Linked DNA regions of Oryzias latipes: region 2 is linked to region 1. A link is a contact called in public Hi-C data. All regions are on one chromosome and are shown on one strand. The core of a region is the stretch at or near the end of the contact, and the rest is flanking DNA. Distances in the headings are between cores, read along the strand shown.

Region 1 (4,601 bases), core at 1,477-3,976:
GGCAAAGCCAACAGAAGCACAAAAAGATTCTGGGACAAGCACAGCAGAACATCTGGCTCTCCCTCATCTGTCCGTTGCTGCCGGCACCGTCGTGTCACAGCAGTTCTCTGGGCTTCCTGGTAACAGCTGATCCTTAAGGCCCCCCCACATCTAACAGGGTGTAGAAAATCCACTCGCCATCTCAATTATGTAAGAGGTGTGAAATAAACATGAAGCTCCCATGCAGTAATGTATACATATAATGCAGTTGTGCATGGGTGTGTTAGCAGACCATGCAACAACTCCTGTAGGATGCTGCCAGCGTTTGGAAAGGGTTCATGGATGAGCATGCACCTGAATCAAATTGGGGTCAGGATTGAAAATTGAGATGAAAGGGAAAAGATGGGGGAAAATACAAATGCAATGAGGAATTGTCCCATCTTTGCCACCTTTTACTTCCTTGTGAGCTTAAAAGAGCAAAAACAGTCTTGCGTGGGAGTCCAGCCTACAGCCAGAGCAGGGTTGATTTTCTGCCCGTCTCTCTCCCTTTCTTCATTTCTTTGTGCCGCTCTCCCTGCCTTGCTCCCTCCTTCCTCCATGCCCTTTATTAATCATTCTTGGTTAGTGGGGCAGAGAGCATGATGTTAGGAGCTCTGGGGAGTGTGGAGCCCCGAAAACACACACCTTCAGGTGAACACACTCCAATAAGGACAGGACTTCTAAGTCAAAGCAAACACTCTGGCTTTCAATTTCTGTTTGCACATAAAATACATACAAATTACTTCTCATATTGGAGAGGGGCTGAAGGGAAACACAAGCGTGCCTGTACACCCGAACAGCTGTGGTCTTCGGAGTCAACTGCTAATGCTGATTTTGAACAATCTGGGCTTTCATTTAAATCTTCTTCCTCTTTCGGCTTCTCCCATCAGGGGTCGCCACAGCGAACGAGTCGCATGGTAAATTTGGCAATGTTTTTACGCCGGATGCCCTTCCTGACGCAACTTTCTCAAACCGGGCTTGGAACCGGCAGAGGTAGAGAAGGGAACAGGGAGCAGCCTGGAGTCGAACCCGGGTTTCACAGACGGAAGGCGCCGCAAACCAGCACGAGCTAAACTGGCTCCCCTGGGCTTTCATTTAAATGTTTCTGCTAAAAGGGTTTGAGCCGACGGACGGAAAGTGGAAGTTGGTCTGGAACTACACTGGGAACAATGGAGAGCAACACAACTAACACCCACTGTGTCTGTAGCCAGTGGGCAGCAGTGAGTAATGGAAGGATGAAAATGGCCCAGATTTCTCTGCATAAGTGCACTTAAGTCAGGAGGCTCCTGTCTGGCTGCAAGCCATTATTACCATCATCACTCTTCGATCTCCCAGAGAAAGTGCTGAAGGAATTAGTCAATTAGATTTTATGGGACAGAGGGGCTCACAGAAGAAATCTGGGTATCCTTCAGGAACCAATGAATGGAGTAGTCATTGCAATATTCTGTATCTGCCAGTTTTGATCCAGTTTGCAAAACTTCCACTAACTTTATGTATAGCTTTGCCTTAAAATATGTCTAGAAAGATTGTGAAGTATTGCTTTATCACTTGTGCGTAACTCCTCTGCTACCCAGGCTGGCAGTAACAGGTCCCTGCTCTGTCTGCTGAGTCCTTTAGGATCACCATGAGAGTTGTTATGTTAGGTAGTAAGCACATATCCTACAATCAGAGCTGGAGTGGCACAGCAGCGCACAGGAAACAGAGGAGAACGCACCTGGTTTGACGGTCTTCAAGCGGATCGGCTCCCGAAAGTGGCGTATGACGGCCAGAGTGTCGCGGTTTGTAAGTCCACTGACAGGCGTCCCGTTTACTTCCAGCAGGACATCTCCGTAGTAGGGCAGCTTGCCAACGTGACACACAAGTATGTCCAGTTTCATCTGACCCAGGTAGGGGAACTGTCCGACTTCTGCTCCTCCTAACACCTCCACAACGGAGCCAAAGTCCCCCAGATTCCCCCATGACACGACGCACTCCACCACTTTGCTTGACCAGTGTTTCTTCTTTTTCAGCGTTCTGGACATCGTTTTGTTTAGTTTAAAATCCGAACTGAACTGATGGAAGTCAGTTATGTTAAATAAACGTAGAGTGACGCAGCCTGATAACACCCCCTGATCTGTTCTTTCGACCAGCTGGGAATGTCATCTCCTTGACATTGAGGAGGCTGATCTTCACCTGAGGATCGGACTCGGAGCTGTCATGCCACGGCTGAGCGCACGGCGGAACAAATCCAAGCGCGTCTCGTGCGTAAAGGAGAAGAACGTACAGCGTAGATGATTAAAAACTAAGACGATCGAGTGCCGTTTCCTGAAGCCATGTCCGCGCCTTTGACTCAACTGGACGAGCCGCCTGATGCCAAGCAGTCAAACCAAAATGTAAACATTAGACATCTGTCTGACTGGGAGGACGGTTGTGCTGAGTCTGTGTCGTCGAGGCGTTGTTGTGCGCCGTCTCCAAGAATTCCGTCGTACCTTTGGGCAGGCTGGGAAGAGCCGGGCGGTTCAGCAGTAGGTTGTTTACGCAGCTGAGTTCCACCCCTTAATGACTAAAGCGAGAGACATCCGCGGGAGTTTGTCTGCCACAGGTTTGAACACACCTGGTACCGCCAAGAGAGATGTTGCTACGCTCCAAAACGCCCCCTTACGCTCAGCAGCAGCAGTTGCCAGACTCATGACATGCGGGCTCCATCCCTCGGTGTGCTGCGGTAGGCTCATAACTCATTTGAAAAAGAAAAAGAAATAAAGAATCGCACGCAAAAGGAAAGAAAAAAAACATTATAACAACATATTACAATTTAAAAGCATTATAATGTATTTTAATATTAAAATTCCTGATATCTGTATTTATTTTAAAAGACTCATATTTCATATTAGGCCATACTTGCGTGACGTTTTTATAACAAAAGTACAACCAGCTGTTTTATAAATTGTATAATTTCTATAAAAACGCAACGTAAAAGCAAACGTGTGTAAATGTGTGTGTGTGTGTGTGGGGGGGGGGGCATTTTTCAGTGACCATAATTAATGTCTCCACAGCGCCACCCATTGATTTAAACATGGAAAGCAGAGGCGCAGTTCACTTCAAAAGTCCTTAATACCATAATTAATCAATGCGCTAATTACCTTCAGCCCATTAAACACAGACCTGTTTATATCAGCTTAAAAGGCCTTTCCCCCCTGTGTCCAAACTTAAATCCTTTGTTTTTTTTAAAGACATCCTCACATTAAAATGAATTGTTTCTTTTAAAAAACATAATAGTAAATACATTTTTTTTGCTAAAACATATTTTCATGGCTCTTTTTGTTTATTCCCCCCCCCCCCCCCCCCCCAAAAAAAAAACAATTTAGAATTTGGAAAATGTGTGACTCTTTATCAAGTTTGTACTGCAAGGACATATGACATCACCTCATCATGTCTTTTAATTCTTTACTTTTGGCTTCAATGCCACCGAAATTGCACTGAATTTCCTACAAAGCTTCTAATCATAATGGATGCCAAACTGACTTTTTCTCATACAGAAAAAAGTCTTCATGCTCACCTGTAATACGTACAGTATCTTCGTCTCAGTGCTCAGCTTTTGCATAAAAAAATGCCTCAACTGTGATTGGTTCTGTACAATTGTTGGTTTGATGACCAAAAGCTTTGCAAAAAGGGAACTGGTGCACATATGTTGGCGTTAATGCACATTCATCTGGCTCCTGAAATAAATGTTAATGTTTCTCAACCTGAAATAAATGGTGCTGGTAGCTTGTGCCAAAGCCTTCAGCATGATGAGTTTTGAACATTTGCTCACGCTGACAAACAGCCCAGTCAGACATCAGTGTGGTGTAGCCGTGTTCAGACGGATCCGTTCATTTTCTAACAGAGAACCAGGAGCATGCTGTCTCACCAAGCTGGAGTTGTCTCTGTTATCTGGAATTTGGCCCCCTGGTCTGCGTTTAAATTGCCGGCCTCAATAATCTGATAAATAATTCACAGGGTTGAAGGAGCCGATGAGAAAAGCAACCATGTGTCTGGAGCAAACCAGGGACAAGTGAGGAGGCTGTTCCCCAGAGAATCTGCTGGATTTCTGCAGCAGCAAAGACCTAAACGAGGCTTTTTTTATTTTCTCGTTGACGTCAAAACTAATGATGGCCAACAGTGTTTAAAGCTCATATTGGCTGGCTTTGAGCTGGCTTGACATGTCTAAATCCAGATTATAGTTGGCTTGGCTTCTTAACATCATTCCACTGTGTGTCCAGAAATAATGTTGCTAAAACGAGTGTGCTGTTATTATTTGTGACCCAAGTTCAATCCTGTAGGTATATCCAAATGCACTTTCAGAGACAAACAACACAGCACACCTGCAAAGACTAATCCGCTTTCTTTCTTCTTAATAACAACCAAATTGGCTGAGATTTTATTGTAATGGCTAACACATTGGGTCTCAATTTCAAATATCTAGATTGAGAAAATTGTATTAGTTTATTCCAAAATATTCTAAATATTAAAAACCAGAACAGAAGCAAACAGGATAGATTTGATCATGAACAAACCCACAGCAGCGTACGAGAAGTCATATTTAATATTTGAGTAAAGGTGGTGTA
Region 2 (4,601 bases), core at 1,083-3,582, 120 kb before region 1:
AAGAGAGGCTTAATAGTTAAGCCGAAGGACAAAAACATTTTGAAATTAAACTGAAGGATGTGTTCTCCCAGTGAGACAGTAGGGAAGAAAAAGAAAGAGATATGTTTCTACTCACAGGCTTTAAAGACTTCACAGGCGATGTCTGACCTATGGACACACAAAGACAAAACATATTTTAAGATTTGGGAATCAACAGCCATCACTAAAGGCATCATCCACCAGATGGCAGTCTCTCTTTGACTAACACAACAGCTGTGGACAAATAGAGTAAGGTACTTATACCCCCAATGATGTACCCACAAAAGAAAGCTCTATTAAGATTTATTTTTAACCAACTTTCATAGTCAATATGAAATATAATGGCAGTTCTTGAACTGACCACACAATGGAAACTGTCTGTAGAGTTAAAAGAGCTAGTGAAGGCACAGAAGATTCATGCGTGTAATACCATGACAGATAAATCTCTTTTTGGCCTGTGATAATTGTCCGGTCCACCCACATGTTTCGCATGTTTCATTTGAATTACTCAGATAGTCCTTCACCCACCGTCACTCCTCCTCAACTCCCCCCATTAATCAAATTAACAAATAGTCCTTCGGAGTCTGCATCCCTCAGGGCTTGGGCTAATGCTTGGCCCAATGAGACCCAATGTGAGGTAAATGGAGCCTGATGTACTGCAAAAAGAATAAAGTACTGCATATTTATTTGCCAAGCTATGAAAATCTTGGTGTATTCTTAAACTAAATCACACCTGTCTTCTTCTTAACCACAACAATGCTCATGATTCTCGCAAACACATACCGACAGGAAGCCTCTTCCATGCCAAAGGCCATTGTCTAATGAGGGTTTAAGCTGGCATTAGCTCTTTGGTTATAAAGACTGCATGAAGCTTAGCACATATCCTTCATAGATGGAGTCATGCAGTGCGTCAGTCGAGGATCACATGGGGGTGAGGTTGCAGCCCTGAGTGTGAGTAGTGTGGGCGTTTCAGAGATGATAGAAGGAGGTTAAGGCGTGGTTATGGGAGGAGGCCCTGGAGGACAGTCCCTCTATAGGCGTTTAGCCATGGACGTTAGTAAGGCCACGGCTATAGAGGCATGCAGAATTCCCTTGCGCTTTGCTGATGATCAAAGCCAATCCGGAGTTCATTGAGTTGCGCAGTGAGCCCCCTGGGGCAGCAGGAGATGTAAGCAGGAGACATTTGAAGGGTGCCTTCCCTCCTCCCGCTGCTGCTTGAAATCAAGCACATCCTCGCACTTATGTAATTCCTGCTTTCAGACTTGTAACAGAGTGCATTACGCCTCACTGGGAGTTGTCATAAACACGGGCATTTTGACTGGATGCACACAAGAGGACTGCTTGAAAAATGCTTGGGGTGTGCAGTTTGCATATGTAAAGAAGCTGCATATGACGGGAAGAAATATAGCACTGAAGGACCCAGTCAGATCATCATCTGCAGCAGCTAGAAAAGTGCTCTTGGATCTATCAAGTGGATAAAAAAGGCAGCAGTGATTTTTTTATGCAGGCTGCATAAAGTGGCATCACCCAGCCCTTAAAACGAAATCATGTGTTTTCACTCAGTGCCCCCCAAACCAACCACAGCACCATCTCACCTCCTGTCAGTTTCAGCACTATGATCTGAATTCCAACGGGCACTGCAGAAGTTGCATCAACAGTAACAGTACATTATGTAATGCACATGAGGGTAGAAATGAATGAGAATAACACATGGATACAATGAGAGGAAAAACAACAAGACAGGCAGGAGAGAAGCAGGGAGCAGAAGAACAGACGGATGCAAACACAGAACAAAGAGTGAGACAGAGAAAATATTAGTCGATTCAGCCTTTTACCTCCTCTCAGCACCAGTACGTTGACCTCGCTGCCCACCGGGAAGTCTTTGAGGATATCTACCACTTGTGCATGACTAAGTGTTTGGACGTTTTGTCTGTCAATCTCCTTGATTACATCTCCTTTCTGTAGACCACGGCACCACTGTGCATCCAGGATCATCTTCACCTTCTGGCCAAGTGGACAGTCCGCTATGGCAAACCCAAATCCTCCTGGTCCCTTGACCAGCGGCACGCTTACCAGTTCTGGCTGAAGCATTGTAGTGGCCACCTCCCTATCAGGCTGCCTACCATTTGGCACTGTGGCCACAACAGGGCGGCCGCTGGCATCAGTGGTTACGTAGTGGAGATCTTGTGAGGATCCGTGGAGAACATCCCCTTTTACAAGCAGTGGTTGTCCGTTGATGAGGGGCACAGCTGTCACCACCTCTCCCCCATGCAAACCCTGCTGGGTTTGAGCTCCGGGAGGAGGGGGAGGAGGGGGTAGCGGGTCATCACTGTTTAGATCGACATCAGGAGGAAGGGGGTAGCCGCGGCAAAGAACCATGTCTACATAATGGTTGATGGGAACAGACTGGAACATCTTTACCACCTCTGGATGTGTCCTTCCAAGCACGCACATCCTGTTAATTTCAACGATCACATCACCTGACACAAAAGGAAATGAAAAACTGAGTGACAAAAGGGAATACTTGCTCCAATTTTTAATCTAGACATAACTTCTTCTACATTTTCTTGCAAAGCTGTGCTTCCTTTGTCAGACATCACTCCTGTGAAATGTCCCTTTCCCCTTTGCAGCTGCTGTATTTCCACTTTGGCAGCCCTCTTTATTGCTTTTATTTCCCTTTATCTCATTCATTCCTGCTTCATTCTCCCCCTTTCAATCTTTACTTTGCTGTGCAGTCCTGAGCAGTACTCCCACAACAACTGCAGAGCAGAGACAATTGTAGATCCCTGTCACATTATACTCTCGAAACGATCACACCCAAACACACAGTTCAACACACACACAGCTTAAGGCACGACTCCCACAGTGATCAGACTGCTTGCTTATATACAACTGTGCTAGAGTTCATTTTACTATCTTATTGAACCCCTGGGATACTGTCAGGTTAAATGAGAACCATTAAGGTAAATTTAGCACCTCCAAGTGTCTCTGCAGAACATTCCTGTTTTGGCTTATTTCTCAAATGTTAATTTTTTTTTAGCACATAAACATCTCATTTCTCACCGGATGCCATCTTGTTGTCCTGAGCAGCAGGGCCATCGCTGAGCACATTCTTCACCTGCAGAAACTCATCTGTTCGATCCCCTCCAATGATGGTGAATCCAAAACCCTGTGAGCTTTTCTTCAGAGATGTGTGGTACAACTCTCCCTTCAGCTGGCTGGGGTCTGCAGTGAAACCTGGGGAAGCTCCTTTGCCTAAGAAAAAAAGAAGTATTGCAGATTTATGAGAGCATGACAGGCTTTCTGACTAAAATTCCCATTTAGAAAGTCCACCACATTTAAATGTAGCATTACAGATAAACCTATATATCTCTTTTAAAGACTGCAAAATCCATCCACCCCTGTGCTTAACTTTAATTACACGCATTGTGAGATGTGAATCAACATATTAATTAGTAAATTAAAGTTAATAGGCGTGATCCATATTTTAACTTGATAAACTCATCAACTGAGACCTTTTTGTGCAACCCTGACAAGAAATGAGTTGAGATAGAAAGATAAAAAGGCAAAATTGTAGCTTAAGGGACTAATTTATTCCCTTACCACCATTAAAAAAACTGTAGAGCAAGAGAGGGACATCACCTTTGACTAAAAGTAATTTGCTTTAATAGTTTTTTTTATTTTTGATTTCTGCCTAATTTAATCAATGATTCAGGCAAAAAAAGTTCAGAAACGTCAACTTTTTAAAGCTCCAGTATGGAACAGTTAAAGGGTAATGGTGACTTCAGTGTGAAGCAGCTGTGGAATATGGATTCAAAGGATGACCAACTCCTAGGGTTACCCTGCATAATACCAGACAATTTTATTATAGACCCAACAGTTACATTGACGCTCCTTGATGTTTTTTTTTCCTTTCTTTTCTTGTTTGACTCAAAAGCTTAAAGATACGGCGAATATCAGTCAAACCTCCTTTCATAAATTACATTTTTTATATGTTCATTCATTCATTCATTCATTCATTCATTCATTCATTCATCCTTTAAACCCATTTTGTCCCTTTCTGGGTCACTGGGCTCTGCTGGAACCTACTTGTGGGAGAAGACAGGGGACATCCTGGGCAGGTAATTTTCCAAAAACACCACATCCATTTCCATTGCTATGCGGATGACACCCAGCTCTATCTTTCCAGCCAACCCAACTCCACACTGCCTCCATTAGCACTGGTTGACTGCATCAATGAAGTCAAATCCTGGTTCACCTCAAACTTTTTAAAACTCAATAGCAATAAAACTGAACTTCTTCTGATTGGCACCAAATCCACCCTGAGCAAGACCAACCATTTCTCTCTTTCCATTGACGGCTCCACCATCTCTCCCTCCCCTCAGGTAAAGAGTTTGGGTGTCATCCTCGACAGTAGTCTCTCTTTCACTTCTCACATAAACAGCGTCACCAGATCAGCTTACTTCCATCTACGCAACATCCAACGTCTACGTCCCTTCCTCACTACTCAGTCCACTGCTGTACTGGTACATAGTCTTGTTACTTCCCGCCTGGACTATTGTAACTCTCTTCTATTTGGTCTC

The links. A called contact is a pair of places that touch in the nucleus more often than the background predicts.
Region 2: a Hi-C map of embryo shows a contact between it and region 1, with 2.4 times the contacts expected there. The contact joins the enhancer-like site here to the promoter of LOC101160155 in region 1. A contact is called at or near these places in 3 of 5 Hi-C or Micro-C datasets (embryo and fibroblasts).

The regions. Positions count from the first base shown.
Region 1 is chr5:15,039,026-15,043,626 of ASM223467v1, reverse strand. LOC101160155 (membrane-associated guanylate kinase, WW and PDZ domain-containing protein 3) reads right to left here and starts at 2,726. Exons shown (of 20, transcript XM_020703262.2): 1 at 1,733-2,726. The coding sequence starts at 2,039. It overlaps lrig2 (leucine-rich repeats and immunoglobulin-like domains protein 2), which reads right to left. Exons shown (of 18, transcript XM_011475037.3): 18 at 4,562-4,601.
Region 2 is chr5:15,155,487-15,160,087 of ASM223467v1, reverse strand. It overlaps LOC101160155 (membrane-associated guanylate kinase, WW and PDZ domain-containing protein 3), which reads right to left. Exons shown (of 20, transcript XM_020703262.2): 9 at 3,082-3,273; 10 at 1,854-2,498; 11 at 116-147. Among protein-coding and RNA genes, the nearest start is that of LOC105354097, 16 kb to the left of the region's middle. Within about 2 kb of position 2,332, at least 2 of the 8 cell types and tissues checked have an H3K27ac peak or open chromatin away from gene starts, as enhancers often do. A contact at or near this core is called in embryo, where this site is marked.